Linked DNA regions of Hordeum vulgare: region 1 is linked to region 2. A link is a contact called in public Hi-C data. All regions are on one chromosome and are shown on one strand. Each heading gives the region's core, a stretch centred on a gene start, on an enhancer-like site or on the middle of the called end of the contact. The rest is flanking DNA. Distances are from core to core; before and after follow the strand shown. Region 1 holds the start of LOC123427992 (zinc finger CCCH domain-containing protein 31-like). Region 2 holds the start of LOC123427990.

Region 1 (7,406 bases), core at 4,708-7,207, 140 kb before region 2:
GGGGATGAGTGATCTACGTACCCTTGTAGATCGTACAGCAGAAGCGTTAGAGAACGCGGTTGATGTAGTGGAACGTCCTCACGTCCCTCGATCCGCCCCGCGAACAATCCCGCGATCAGTCCCACGATCTAGTACCGAACGGACGGCACCTCCGCGTTCAGCACACGTACAGCTCGACGATGATCTCGGCCTTCTTGATCCAGCAAGAGAGACGGAGAGGTAGAAGAGTTCTCCGGCAGCGTGACGGCGCTCCGGAGGTTGGTGATGACCTTGTCTCAGCAGGGCTCCGCCCGAGCTCCGCAGAAACGCGATCTAGAGGAAAAACCGTGGAGGTATGTGGTCGGGCAGCCGTGAGAAAGTCGTCTCAAATCAGCCCTAATTGCTCCATATATATAGGAGGAGGGAGGGGGGCCTTGCCTTGGGGTCCAAGGACCCCCAAGGAGTCGGCCGAACCAAGGGGGGGAGGACTCCCCCCCCAAACCGAGTTGGACTTGGTTTGGTGGGAGGAGTCCCCCTTCCTTCCCACCTCCTTCCCTTTTTTTTCCTTTTCTCTTGATTTTTCTTCTCTTGGCGCATTGGGCACTTGTGGGCTGTCCCACCAGCCCACTAAGGGCTGGTGTGACTCCCCCAATGCCTATGGGCTTCCCCGGGGTAGGTTGCCACCCCCGGTGAACTCCCGGAACCCATTCGTCATTCCCGGTACATTCCCGGTAACTCCGAAAACCTTCCGGTAATCAAATGAGGTCATCCTATATATCAATCTTCGTTTCCGGACCATTTCGGAAACACTCGTGACGTCTGTGATCTCATCCGGGACTCCGAACAACATTTGGTAACCAACCATATAACTCAAATACGCATAAAACAACGTCGAACCTTAAGTGTGCAGACCCTGCGGGTTCGAGAACTATGTAGACATGACCCGAGAGACTCCTCGGTCAATATCCAATGGCGGGACCTGGATGCCCATATTGGATCCTACATATTCTACGAAGATCTTATCGTTTGAACCTCTGTGCCAAGGATTCGTATAATCCCGTATGTCATTCCCTTTGTCCTTCGGTATATTACTTGCCCGAGATTCGATCGTCAGTATCCGCATACCTATTTCAATCTCGTTTACCGGCAAGTCTCTTTACTCGTTCCGTAATCCAAGATCCCGCAACTTACACTAAGTTACATTGCTTGCAAGGCTTGTGTGTGATGTTGCATTACCGAGTGGGCCCCGAGATACCTCTCCGTCACACGGAGTGACAAATCCCAGTCTTGATCCATACTAACTCAACTAACACCTTCGGAGATACCTGTAGAGCATCTTTATAGTCACCCAGTTACGTTGCGACGTTTGATACACACAAAGCATTCCTCCGGTGTCAGTAAGTTATATGATCTCATGGTCATAGGAATAAATACTTGACACGCAGAAAACAGTAGCAACAAAATGACACGATCAACATGCTACGTCTATTAGTTTGGGTCTAGTCCATCACGTGATTCTCCCAATGACGTGATCCAGTTATCAAGCAACAACACCTTGTTCATAATCAGAAGACACTGACTATCATTGATCAACTGGCTAGCCAACTAGAGGCATGCTAGGGACGGTGTTTTGTCTATGTATCCACACATGTAAATGAGTCTTCATTCAATACAATTATAGCTTGCATTTTACATTGGTTCCTATTTTCATTCCTACAACACTGAAGGAGGCTTAGGCGGCCCGCCTTCGCCTGAGTCATGTTTGATGGTTGTCGGCATATAATTGGTATTTATTCTAATGCTGTGTTTGGTTGAGCTGCAGATTCTAAAAGAGCTGTTATGGAAAAGTTGATGTGGAAAAGTTGATGTGGAAAAGATGGAAGCTGGAAAGTTGGGGTACCCCCATCTTTCAAATTTACACTAGGAAGAAGCTACAGATTCTTAAAAGCTGCTTTGAACATTTACCCCTTTGGTTAGCTTTTAGTTTTTTAAAAATAGAAGTTGGTAACAGAAGTTGAACCAAACGCAACCTAATTATGACGTCGTTCCCTAGTTCCTGGCTGAGGTGGTCACATTCCAGCTTCGAGGGAGGCTTTCGTTGTGATCATGCCCCATGGTCCTGGTAGTTTGATCATCATGTAGGTATAGTCTCGAATCACCATGAATTGTGCCATGACCAGTCATTACAAGAAGGTTTTGTAGACCATCTCAAATTTGATGACTATGAAAGTGCAAACTTCTCGTCTGAAGTCCCCCCTCCCCTAGACGAAGACCACGAGTAGTGTGATCAGTGTCACATGTGCATATTTTAGCCCTTGGTTGATCCCATGAAATGGTTTCAAAGTGTGCTCGATCTCCTCCCTCAGGCTCTACATTTGATCCAACATATTTGCGGTAATGAAGCTTTGAGATCTCCCTCCATTGATGAGCACCATATGGACCTGCATGCTTCCGATGACGGGTGTAACATCCCAATTTTCCTAAATTCGGATGTTAATAGATCATTCATATGCATCTCATATTTTTATGCATTTTTTTGCTCTTCTGAGAATTTTATTCATTTTGCAACTTCGGGCAATTTATTTGAGTGGAGATAATATGACTTCTCCCGTGTCAAATTAAAGTGCATAACGTTTTGAATATTATTTTGGAGTTCCGACTTGGTTTTGCAAATTTTATAATGTTCAAAATTATCTTTAGTTAAGTTTTCAAATGCTATTTGCGTGGCCAATTGCATTAAAAATATTTTCAAAATATTGCATTAGGTGAAACTAGGTTCCTTTATTATTTATTAGGATATTTATTTTATACTTATATATAGATCTATATTAGATTTTAATATATGTATCTATATATACCTATAAATATATATTACTATATGCGTTTGGTTTTAATATACATACGTATGTATTTTTGTATACGTATTTTATCGTTATTATTTTCTCTGTTTGTTTTTCTTTAAATATATATATATATATATATATTATTTTAATACTTTTTTATTTTTATATATTTTACTTTTAGAAAGAAAAAAAAAACTGGGCCAGACCGCATGTATCCTAGCGAGCGAGGGCCACCAACACCCAACGAGCCAACTCCCAGGTGACAGCACCCCACGCACCAACAAGGCTAGCAGCCTGGTCCCCATCCCAGGTGTTGACCGAGAGGCCAGGCTCAGCCCAGCCACGCTTGCCAGCGAGCCAGGCGCTAGCGCTAGCAGCCCCAGCCACGAGAGGCTCCCACGAGCCAGCCAGCCCCACCTCGCAGGTGCCTCGCGTCAAGTTCCCAGGCTCCAGGAACCGAGCCGCACCCGTATTCCATCCCGAGCTGGACTCCTCCTGGCGTGGGAATAAGTCCCAGGGACCGAAGCCCCAAGAACAGAAGCCCCTGCTTCCGATTCGCACAGCGCCGCCGCCTCGCACCACAGCAGCCTCGAGCACCGCGGAGCAACGACGCGCACGTCCGAGTTCGTCCGTGTTCGTCGGAGTTCGCGGAGCCGCCGTCACCGGAGTCCGTTCGACCGCCACCGGAGCATCATCGGAGGAGCCACACCGAGACGGTTCCGTTTTCCCCCGCTGTTCGTGGTGAGAACGCACGCACGAGCGATTCATCAGACCCTGATGAACAACTTCATGACGAAATTCAATCTGTTTTTAATCTGTTTTAGCTCTGTCAGATTCTCGGTATAATTTTGAAACGCGTTTATCTTTTTACTCGTAACTCCGGTTCAGGAAATTCTTTTTCCCGTGATCTCGTATTGATGAGTAGAACATGTTAGAACCAGTAGTTTTCAGTTTTACGAAAATTAATTTTTTGTTAAAACAGATTATTTGAACCTACCGGAGGCCATATTTTGCAAACCGTTCATCCGGTTTAGTTGATTCTTTTTTGCGTTGTCATCGTATCAGCATGTAGATGATTTTATACCTGCTGCCATGCTATTTATGCTTTGGTTTTAAACAAGTTGTTTTATTGCCGATGATTTTATTTGGTGTTATTTGATTGTGGTGATTGATTGGTGTGATTGTTTGCAACGTGTAGATTGTGCGGAGTGCGACGCAAACTATTGTCAGGAGTGTGACCTTCTGAACCAGAATCAAGGCAAGTTACATGTTGATCATCCTTTACCTATTATTTTTCTATGCATGTAGTATTATATCACCCTATGAGAATTATGCATGTATAGGAAGATTATTATTGCTATGCTATTGAGCTATATCCCCTCGTCATTGAAGATCGTGTTAGATATATTTTGCTATGCTATGTAGACGGGGATTGGTTTCTGTATTCATTGAGTTTATGTGAGGATTACTACAAAATAAATTGAGTAGTAATTCAGGATATAATACACCTTTGGGCGGATATGGTATTGCTGGGTGGTTTCAAGAACATCATGGTTTCTACCCTCTGAATGTAAGTGGAATGCCGCCCAGGTTCAAAAAGATCAAACAGACTTAGTGACTAGTAGCTTCCCTGTGCGACCACTGGCTATTATGGGCTCTGGCTTAGTTGATCAGTCGTGGAAACCTTACCCGGATGTGCCAGCTGATGTAGCTATGATAGGTGGGATGGGCCTCCTGTGGGACTAGGTGACTGCTTCTGAAAGACTTCGTCTCAATCTTCGGGTTGGCTCCAGTGGGTACAGCGTACTAACCTCTGCAGAGTGTATAAACTAATCATGATTAGCCGTGTCCCCGGTTATGGACAATTTTGAGCAGCTAGGCCATTACAGTTGTTGGATGATCTTGACAGATGACACACTTAATAAAACTTGATGGGAAACTTAACAATGGTGATAGGTTGGAGTTGGAGATGCCAATTCAACCATATGTGAGTTATTGTAGCAAACAAATTAAAACTTGACTATTAGGTAGCTATGAGGATAAAATCAGCTTTCTGCAAAATAACCATCAGCCTTTCTTTTGTTATACTATGCATATACATGTAGGTCTGTTATATTATTTTTCCTGTGTAAATTGTCAATACATTCAAAGTATTGACCTATATGGCTGCAACATATCATGTTGCAGGATATTCAGACGAGGAGTAAGGTACCGTTAGGGTCGCGAGTCTTCAGTCAACATCGCCAGTGGGCTATGATGGGACTCATCGTTATTATTCTGCTACTTTTCCGCTGTTTATTAGTATAAAGCTAGCTAAGTGCTATGCAGATTGTTATATTTTATAAATTCTGGATCATACGTTATTATAAATGATGGACTTGCTATTCTGGTTTTCATCTATACTGTGGGTGCTAGCGAGTCGATCCAGGGACTAGCACAGTAAAGCACAGAGACTCAAATCCTTCGAGGTTTGGTCGTTACAATGGGCAAGCCCACCAATGATAACTGTCCGAGGTATGGAAAACATGTTGAGCAGTCTATCTCGCTGAAGGTGATGGTGTTGTCGAGCATGCACAACCTTGTCCTCAGAGCCCTCAATGCTTCGCAAGCGACCCTCTTGACTTCTTCTAATGGTATATCATTATAGACTTAGTTGAGCCTCGAAGCACATTGTTTTGTAGGACAACAACAAATTTTCCCCAAGTGGATGACCTAACGTTTATGAATCCATGAGAGGTGTAGGATGAAGATGGTTATTTCTCAAACAATCCTACAAGCAAATATTAGTAGTTTCTAGTGTCCCCAACACACCCAATACAGTTGTGAGTTCTAAGGAATTTGCAGTGGATTTTTTTGGAATCACCAGTATTCAAGTGGAATTTATCAAATTAACCCCAAAGAATAATCTCTTTGCCGCCTTGAGCTGAGTTTTTATTATTTTATTTTTGGTTGAGAAAATCGAGCTCAGGAGCGTCCACGTAACTGGGCCGGAATGGGAATTCCCGTCGGAGCCGGACCCCCAATCCGGCTGGAGGGCCGAGCCCCAAAACCTGGGCTTATAAGGCCCAGCCACCGCAAGAGCCACCTGCACACCCAACCCAACCCACGACTCTGGCCGTTAACTCGACCGAAGCGATTTCGCACTTGGCCTCTTCCTCCCTCCCTCCGCCGCGCCCCACCCCGCCTCCGCGAAATCGCAAGCTAGGGTTTCCACCTCGACGCGGAGGGCTCGCCATGGATGCCGCCGCCCGCAAGAGATCCCGGCCGGAGTCCGCCAACGGAGGCGCCGCAGGCGGGAAGCGCTCGAGAGGTAACGCGTCGCTTTCCCATCCCTCCCCTCCCCGCCCCGGCCCCCCGCATACGCTTTCTAGGTCTCGTCCCGTCGTGTGGCTCCTGCCGCTGGATCTGCAGCCTCGGCGCTCTCTGGGGTATCTCCAGGGTTTGTTCCGCGAGCGTTGAGCGGGCGAGGGTGTCGTGCCGTTAGCTCCTGTTAGATGAGATTCGCCTGCATCTTGCCTGACAGCAGTGTGTTCATGTGCGGAGGTATCCATGCTGTAGTGCCGGCAAATCCCCGTGGTAGGTTGATAATTATGTCAAATCCAGCGGACGCCCTCTTCGCGCCGGTACAGCTCCATGCAGTGGAGTGGAATTAAAGCCCATCCGCATCGTGTCTGGTACCGTAATGAAATGCCTATCAAGTACAGAAAAAAACAGCTTGACAAACGATGTCTGAACCAACTCATCTAAGAGCGGGACGTACTTAAAAAGTTGATCAAGATGAGGTTTCTTTCAAAAGAAGGAAAGAACACGTGGGGAAGGTGATGGTGATGGTGATGGGGAAACAGATTTGGAAATGCGAAGCACCTGCTTTTTGATCAAAATGGAATTGGAGGACCCCATTGCAAGAAAAGAAACATGGCAACACATTTTAATCACCATTCATGAATGATATGATCTATTTCTAGTTATCGTGTTTCAACAATGTGCAGTGTGGGTGTAACCATAACCATTTTCTGCAGGATAAGCACCATCGAATATCATCTTCATCTTATCTAAAATTATGTTCATTCATCACATTTATTGGAGACAAATTGTACACTCCTATGTTTATACTTGAATAGAAGATCACCAATGCAACTTCTAACAAGTGGAAAAATGTAATTAATTTGATGCAACAGAATCGGAGTCACAACAAACTGGTCTATCAAGCAAATCGAAGCCTTGCACCAAGTTTTTCAGGTTCAAATCTTAACCTATCCAAAATAACATCAGAATGGTACCTTCTAATTTTTTTTACTGTGTATTACAGTTAAGAATTAAATTCTCCCCTGCTACTTTTATTTTTGGTGCAGAAGTTGTACTAATTGTTTCAAATTGTAATTCATGCACCGCAATGTTGCCAAATGATCAAAGTAGATACATTTAATATTTTTCTTTCATAGCGTTTAAATAAATAAGATAATAACTATACCTCAATCAGCAGTTGTTGCATGTTTTTTTTTTGTTCTCTAGATAGGGCCTTCTCCTTCTCCATTATAAGTCTTGGTAATTGAGTCTGCACTAACATGGCTTAGTAATGTTGAG
Region 2 (7,279 bases), core at 2,877-5,376:
CAGACGGCCTCCTCCATCCCAGGCGGCCCCTCTCTGGCGAGGCGAGCCCAGGAATGGGGCGAAGAAGGCAGCCACGAGCACGTTCCTCCGCAGCCAGTCCTCCCCCCCCCCCCCCCCCCCCCCCCCCGCCCGCACATCATCTCCCGTTTCGGATGCAGCGCCACCGTAGTCGTCGCCTACAACGATTTTCGTATGTGCACCACCACCTGATCGAGGAGGAGGTTGTTCCACGCGAGATCCGGCGAGGAAGGGTGAGATACTGCAGCGCCAAATCACTCCCCCGATCCAGACCGACCTCTGTCCCACAAGATCCGACGAGGAAGCGCTGGCCGACCGTCTCTGCCAGGGAAGCTTTACCTTCCACAACAAAGAAGAGGCCAGCCATGGCGTGGTCCATCCTCCCCTGCCCCAACAAGGATGCAAAGCACTCCCCCCAACTTCCATCCGCACAAAATTTGGATAGGAAGTGCTGGCCTCGGGCCTCCGGCAGGGAAGCTGCTACCTTCCATGGATTTTTTTTTACAATTCCTTCGCATCCTCCTTGCATCCTCGCCTTCCTATCCCGAAATACCGACCAAGCCTTTCCCTAAACCCAATACCATGGCACTATTGCATCTTGGTTTTTGAATGCTATTACATCATGAAAAGAAGGGGAACTGACTATTGGTTTAAAATAATTGGGGGGGCATAGAGATGTGAGAGATTGCGGGGTTCGGCTGTGGAATATTATACAGAGAGATGGAGGGGTTCAGTTGGGGATTTGTACTGTATCATGTTACCGACCAAGCCTTTCCCTAAACCCAATCCCATGGCACTATTGCATCTTGGTTTTTGAATGCTATTACATCATGAAAAGAAGGGGAACTGACTATTGGTTTAAAATAATTGGGGGGCATAGAGATGTGAGAGATTGCGGGGTTCGGCTGTGGAATATTATACAGAGAGATGGAGGGGTTCAGTTGGGGATTTGTACTGTATCATGTTGCTGTGTGTTCCATTCTTCATTCTTTGCGCTACTTGGGGCAATTTTGGTGTACATGGAGCTATGATTTAGATCAACTATATACTTATGTGTGATGTTCTTTCATGCTTTTGGTGCTCCTGCAAAGAGACATTATTTTTAGCTATTTTTATTGATTATTGCTACTGATGTTGATTGCATTTATTTTTGCTAACATATGCAGATTGTCGTGATTGTATGAGAGATTAATACCATTGTCCCGTGTGTGCTAGGTTTAAACGGATGGGTGATGCTTGGTGTATTCTTTTGTGTCAATCTGAACAAACATGGAGGGACGAGCAGGCTTCAATTCATTGTGACTCCATGAACGGAGTTCAACCACTCTGAAAAAGGTCATGCTCTGTAGTAAGTTCATTTATGGTTGTCTGTGTTTCTATTGATGTATTTGAAATGTCTATTCATTGCATATTTAGTTGTTCGAAAAAGGGGTGGCATTTGTGCCATGTTAATCAACTAGGGAAAGTAACACTTGATCACGAGGGTAATAAAGTTAGTAGGTGCACGTAAAGTTATGTAGCTTCATCAAACAAATGTGAGCTTAGTTGTTGGTCAATTGTGTAGCTGCTCTCGAGTGACCTTTTGAATTCAACATGTCATCAGTCAAATACACAAGGAGGACACTGAACAATTCAGAAAGCAAGTAGCAAGTTGTTAAATCTGATTTGATGCTTTCATTTCATGGAACCCTATAGCTTGTGAAATATTCATGTATTCTATCTTGTTTGTTAACCCGCTGCAGCTGTCCGCCAGCAGGGCAGCGCACGCAGAATCTACTCGGATGGCGCGATGGCGGTCGTGAGTGAAGTGCACGGTGGCCTCCGGCTATAGAGGAAGAGAGCAGAATAGATGGCACGGCTTAGAGGTCCTTCATCTAAAGGTGCTCGATGACGACATACATCCTATTTTTATTGTAATTATCTGCTGTCGAAGCTTATTATTTATAGATTGTTGTGATGGAAAGCTAACAATACTTTTGATTATTTCAAAGCAATGTCAGATTTAATAATTTGAACTAAACTAGAGTTTATGTAGATGAGTCTGAACACGATTAACATAATCATGCAATTTTCAGTGACTAAAACAGGTTGGTGAGGTAATTTTACTCCCGCTGCCAGGACAATGGAAACAATAATTCGTCTATGTACTGCCCATGCAAAGATGAAACTGAGACATGAGGTATTTTGCTCCATACAAATCCAATTACCAAAGCAAGTTACCTACAACAACTATCTAGACAAGCAAAGTGCTTGTGATGCTTGTTTAAAAAATTATGTTGCCGTTCTATTTTTGGAAATAGCTGCATTCATTATTTTGAAGGATAGCAGACACATGATATTTTTCCTTGAGAAAATATAGTGACATGACCTGTATCTTGTTGCAGGTTCTGAGAATTGATGTTGGTGCTGCACTGCAAGTTCTGAATTTTGCAATATTCCATAAGGAATTGACTGACATGGAAGACCGTGAGCAGAGGGAGACTGAGAAACAACAAGATGCAGGTGCAGGTGGTGATAACGTAGATGGGCCTGGAGGAGCAAGTGGTGGCAATGACGTGCATGGAAGGTGAGTTTACAGCTTTATGCAGTGTTAAGTGTTCTATTCCCGCTGGTTGGAAATAAGTGCTGTACCCCACTTATTTTTGATAGGAGGGAGTATTAATTAAGATCTGAATACATCCTTTTTAACATTGAAATGGTCCTCCCTTCATTGGACTTTCCCAGAAAGTAGTCTGTCTCTATTCAACTACTCCTGGGAATTATTTTGTTAGATAATTTAACTCCATCCAGCTCCATTGATGTACTGGAATGAATGTTAAATGAAGATTACTAATGCCACATATTAGGATATGTTTTGTTGACATGCAATCCAATCCCTCGTTGGCTGGCGGTCAATTTGTTACTGCATTGATGCCATATTAAGGATAGATGTCATCGCTAAGATAGTATACCATGCTGTAGTTTCGACCGTTGACGATGTAGTAACACGACGACGGTGATTTCCCGTTGCAAAGCCTTTTGAACACTCGAGATTGTTGAAGCATGTTGATATCGTTGTGAGAACCCGACATTCAAAAGAAAGCATGCCAAATTCATAAGTCATGTGGCCTCGTGCCAGCGGAGGGGATGAACGGCAAGGGGCGGCCACCATTGGAGGTACATCGAGAGCTCAACTCCACAAGGAATGGAAGTAACGGGGTGGCCACCATTGGAATGGCGGGAGGTGACGGGAACAAAGTGAAGAGATAAGGACAACTTTTTTTTTGTTTGACAAGAAGATGAGGAGAACTTTTTTTAGAAGAAGATGATGAAAGTGCTCCGGAGGACGCGCTTTGTGTCTCGTGTGGAGGCTTGGTGTCTACGCTCAGAGCAGCTCACTCGCAAGAGCTTAGCAAGTTGTGCAATTTTTTTAAAATATATGTTGTTCAATTTATTTTTTTGAAAATATGTTGTACACAAAAATGCTATTACCCTAAAAAAACATTATTACCACTCAATAAAAATGATAATTATTATTAAAAAACTAATCCAATTTTTATGTAAGCATTACATTATATTTTAAAACTTTAAAAGGAACTCCTTCCGTCAAAAATAGATGTTTTAATTTAACATTGTAATTTACATTTAACATTTAATGATAAAATAAATAAGTTCTGCATTTTTTATAGCCCGGTGCAACGCATACTCGTTTTCTTCCAAAGATAGCAGCGCACGTCGCAATCTACATTCCCGCAAAATTCGTACCTCCACGCGGTGCCGCGTCACGCAGGGAGTCGAGAAACCTCCAGAGGAAACTGCCAAGCATGCATCTCGATCGATCTGCACCGTCGACGCACCATACCGAATCAATCCACCCCGCTCACGACTCCACCACCACATCCAAACGGCCACACGAAGAGTCAAATTCCCCACGTCGCGCTCTCCCGATCGGTTCCTCCCGCAGCGGCCGCAAGGAAAGGAAACTTCCCGGCCGAACCTTCCTTGTTCGGGAAGAAACCGCGCGCGCCACGAACCGACACCGACTCCGACTCCGACCACGACCACTTCTCCACCGCCCCTCTTCCATATAAAACCACCCTCCCCTGATTGACGTCCTCCCAATCTTCTGATTTGAAAAACGTCCACTCCCTTCCAGGGGCGCGCTACATCGTCGACCCAACCTTCGTCGGCGTACGTACGTACTCGCGCCATGGACGCCGCCGCGTTGGGTGACGTCGAGGATCTCGACTTCGACCTGGGTTTTATGGACGGGTTCGAGTGCTTCGACTTGGACTTCGACTTCGACCTGCTGGGCATGGACCTCACCGAGTTCTGCGGCGGCGAGGGCAAGGGCGAGCGCTTGCTGCCCGCCGTGGACAATAAGGATGACGGTTTGCGTTTGGATTTGGGTTCTGATCGTGACGGTGAAGGTGATGGTGGCGAAGGGGGGAGGGAGAGCTCGCCGGACTCCGTGGTGACGGACGACGGCGCGCCGCCTCTGTCGTCAGGGTCGTCGTTGGTGGATCGCGACGATGGCGAGATGTCGGTCTACGTGACCGATCTGGAGAGGTTTCTCTTGCAGGATGACGGGGAGGCCGGAGGGCTGTTTGCGGCGAAGGATCCTGCCCCCGACGACCACTTCTTCGGCGATCTTGCGGACGGCGGCTACGTTGAGCCGTCGATTGCAGCGGAGGAGTTTGCCGCCGACGACCACTTCTTCGGCGATGTCGACGACGGTTACACCGAGCCGGCGACCCCAGGGAAGGATCTCGTCATCAATGACTACTTCTTCGGAGATCTCGTTGTTGCGGGCGACGGTTACCTCCAGCCGGCGACTGCTGGTGAGGACCTCGTCTCCGACGACTACTTCGACGATGCTGCTGGCGAGGACGACGACGAAGCGACCTCGAGGAAGCGTGCAAGGTACGAATGAATTGAATCGAGTTTTCATTCATTCATTCATTCTGTGCTAATTGCAAAAATGGAAAAAAACAACCTGTACATAATTGGCAGTTCTATCATGTAGAAATTCCGTTTCACGAAAAGTTGATGTAGAAATTAACTCGAAATTGTATATATCCACGTTTGATCTTTCCTTTTTCTGAAAGTGCGACCATCTTTTTCATGTGCGCTGCGTATATTGCAGTATTATTACTTGCAGTTTCCTCTGTTTCCCCTTTATATACATGAGAAGGATTATTTGCAACGAATTTCAATTTGATGAAACTTGTTGCTGATATTTCCGGTGCTGCCTCAGGCAGAGGAAGGCCACTGCCGTGATGCTAAGCGAAACAGAGCCCCGGGAAACGCCGATGATGCATGCCATCTCGTCGTCGATCTCGACTGGAAACTGGTGCCGGCCAATTGATCTCCATTGGCTGCATCCCTGCACCACGGTGTGCCTGTTGGCCTGATCGATTGATCAACCTGCAGTTCCGGTCGGTCTGGGAGAAAGATCGCAGCGACGGCCCCTGCCCCAGGTATTGGAACCGGTAGGTGAAAAATTCAGAGGAACACCTGCATTTTCCGTGTTCTTCTATGATACTATCTGCCTTTCATCGGCGGCACACCAACCTGGCCAATGGACAATTATTAAAGCCATGGAGTAGAAAATTTTGGTAGCAACTATCGAACAACACGTTTTCAAAAAGGAAAGAAAGCTCGTTTTCTAATGTACTAGTACACCGAATTGGTAATACTCCTCTTCTCGTACACACATCCCGTAGGCATTCCGGATGTTGTTAGTAGCATAATTCGTTGACTATCTGCCTGCTGGTACAACCATTTCATCACCAGTGCTAATTAACTTTGCAAACATGCTTGATACTGATTTCTACCATTACTGGTAAAGAGCTTAGTGGTAGATGTACATTTAGATGTACAAGAAACCTTTTACTAGGTAGAACATGTCAATTTTTTTTGTTCTCGACCATCCAGAATCTTTTTCTCTGAAAATCCAATGAGCACCAGCAATCGTCCAGGCTCTGTTTATTCAGTGTGGGCCGCATATAATCTCGCTCGTGCTGCTACCAGTGAAGGGCTTATTGGTTGTTTTACGTTCAGAAGAACAAAGAAACCTTTTAGTTGGTAGAGCATGTCAATCTTTTGTTTTCTACGCATCGTCGACAGTCCAGCCTTTTTTTCTCTGAAAAAATGGCGTAAACACCATCAATAGTCCAGGCTTGTGTTTGTTCAGTGCGGGCAGCATATAAATCTTTCCCATGTTGTTCCTTTCTGTATTGTGAAGGAATGCTTCGTGATGAACTAACAGAACATAGTTTCCTGTATTGTCAGTTTACCAATGAAAATTGGAAGGTATGGACTTTGAGAACAAGTTCAGTCTGAACACAGTTTCCTGTATTGTCAGTTTCCTTCAGAATTAAGCAGTGACTGTTAGCCTGTTACAATCCTATGTATGGTCTCTGCGGTGTGAGTGTGGCACATTTGGTAGTAAGGATTGAAAGCATATATCTGCATATGTTGAATGATCACAACACTCTTTGAAGCCTAGATCTTGTATCTATCAGGTTTGAGATTCCCATCCTCTGTTCCAATATGCATGGACTCCACCACCGTATGGGTGGTGCAGGCTTGAACTAGAGTCTGGAATTTTCGCTTCACATTGTCCTTTCAAACCGAGTGCCACGATTAGTGTTGAAATCTCTCTGTCAAGAGACTCCTTGTAGGCCTGGTTTCAGGCAGCCCCAGTCTCCGCCCGTTTTAATATCTTTTATTCCAGGTTTCTTTCTAAAATTCTGTTCACCTATTACCAATTCGGGGTTTAAACAATTGTGTTTATTTCCAGATTTTTTTGGTTGGTGTTTTACTTGAAGTGTTGTGGTGAGCAATAGGGAGCAACGAAAACTTCTTTGTGTTGTTGTCCCTGCATTACCGTTTCAGCTAGATAAGTTTCAAAGTGTTTTCATATGACATGTTTGCATTCTTAGTTTCTGACATTTACCGTCTGTTCGAACAGACGTGAGGAACTGTATTGTCGGTTCCGAAAATGGCAACCACATGTGGGGGATTAGTTAAAGGATTAATCTTTAATCAAGTAAGTGATTAAATCCTAACACTTTCCCTAATCACTGCTTGTCTTCTCCAAAAGCCCTATGAAAAAAATATGAGGGGTATAGTATTTGATATGTTGCGAAAACTGCATCAAATCCAGTGGAAAACCTAGTGATATAGTATTTGATATGACGAGTATGTTATGTTGCTAAAACTTCTTCAAACCTAGTGAGGAAAATAGTGAGAAAGTGGTGTAACATATAATTGTTAT

The links. A called contact is a pair of places that touch in the nucleus more often than the background predicts.
Region 1: a Hi-C map of seedling shows a contact between it and region 2, with 3 times the contacts expected there. The contact joins the promoter of LOC123427992 here to the promoter of LOC123427990 in region 2. A contact is called at or near these places in 3 of 6 Hi-C or Micro-C datasets (leaf and seedling) and 1 of 1 datasets of contacts at active chromatin or transcription factors (embryo).

Annotation. Positions count from the first base shown.
Region 1 is chr2H:623,660,348-623,667,753 of MorexV3_pseudomolecules_assembly, reverse strand. It overlaps LOC123427992 (zinc finger CCCH domain-containing protein 31-like), which reads left to right and starts at 5,957. Exons shown (of 3, transcript XM_045112133.1): 1 at 5,957-6,132; 2 at 7,001-7,061. The coding sequence starts at 6,057.
Region 2 is chr2H:623,516,618-623,523,896 of MorexV3_pseudomolecules_assembly, reverse strand. LOC123427990 reads left to right here and starts at 4,126. Exons shown (of 4, transcript XM_045112131.1): 1 at 4,126-4,920; 2 at 5,255-7,279. The coding sequence starts at 4,208. The coding sequence ends at 5,411.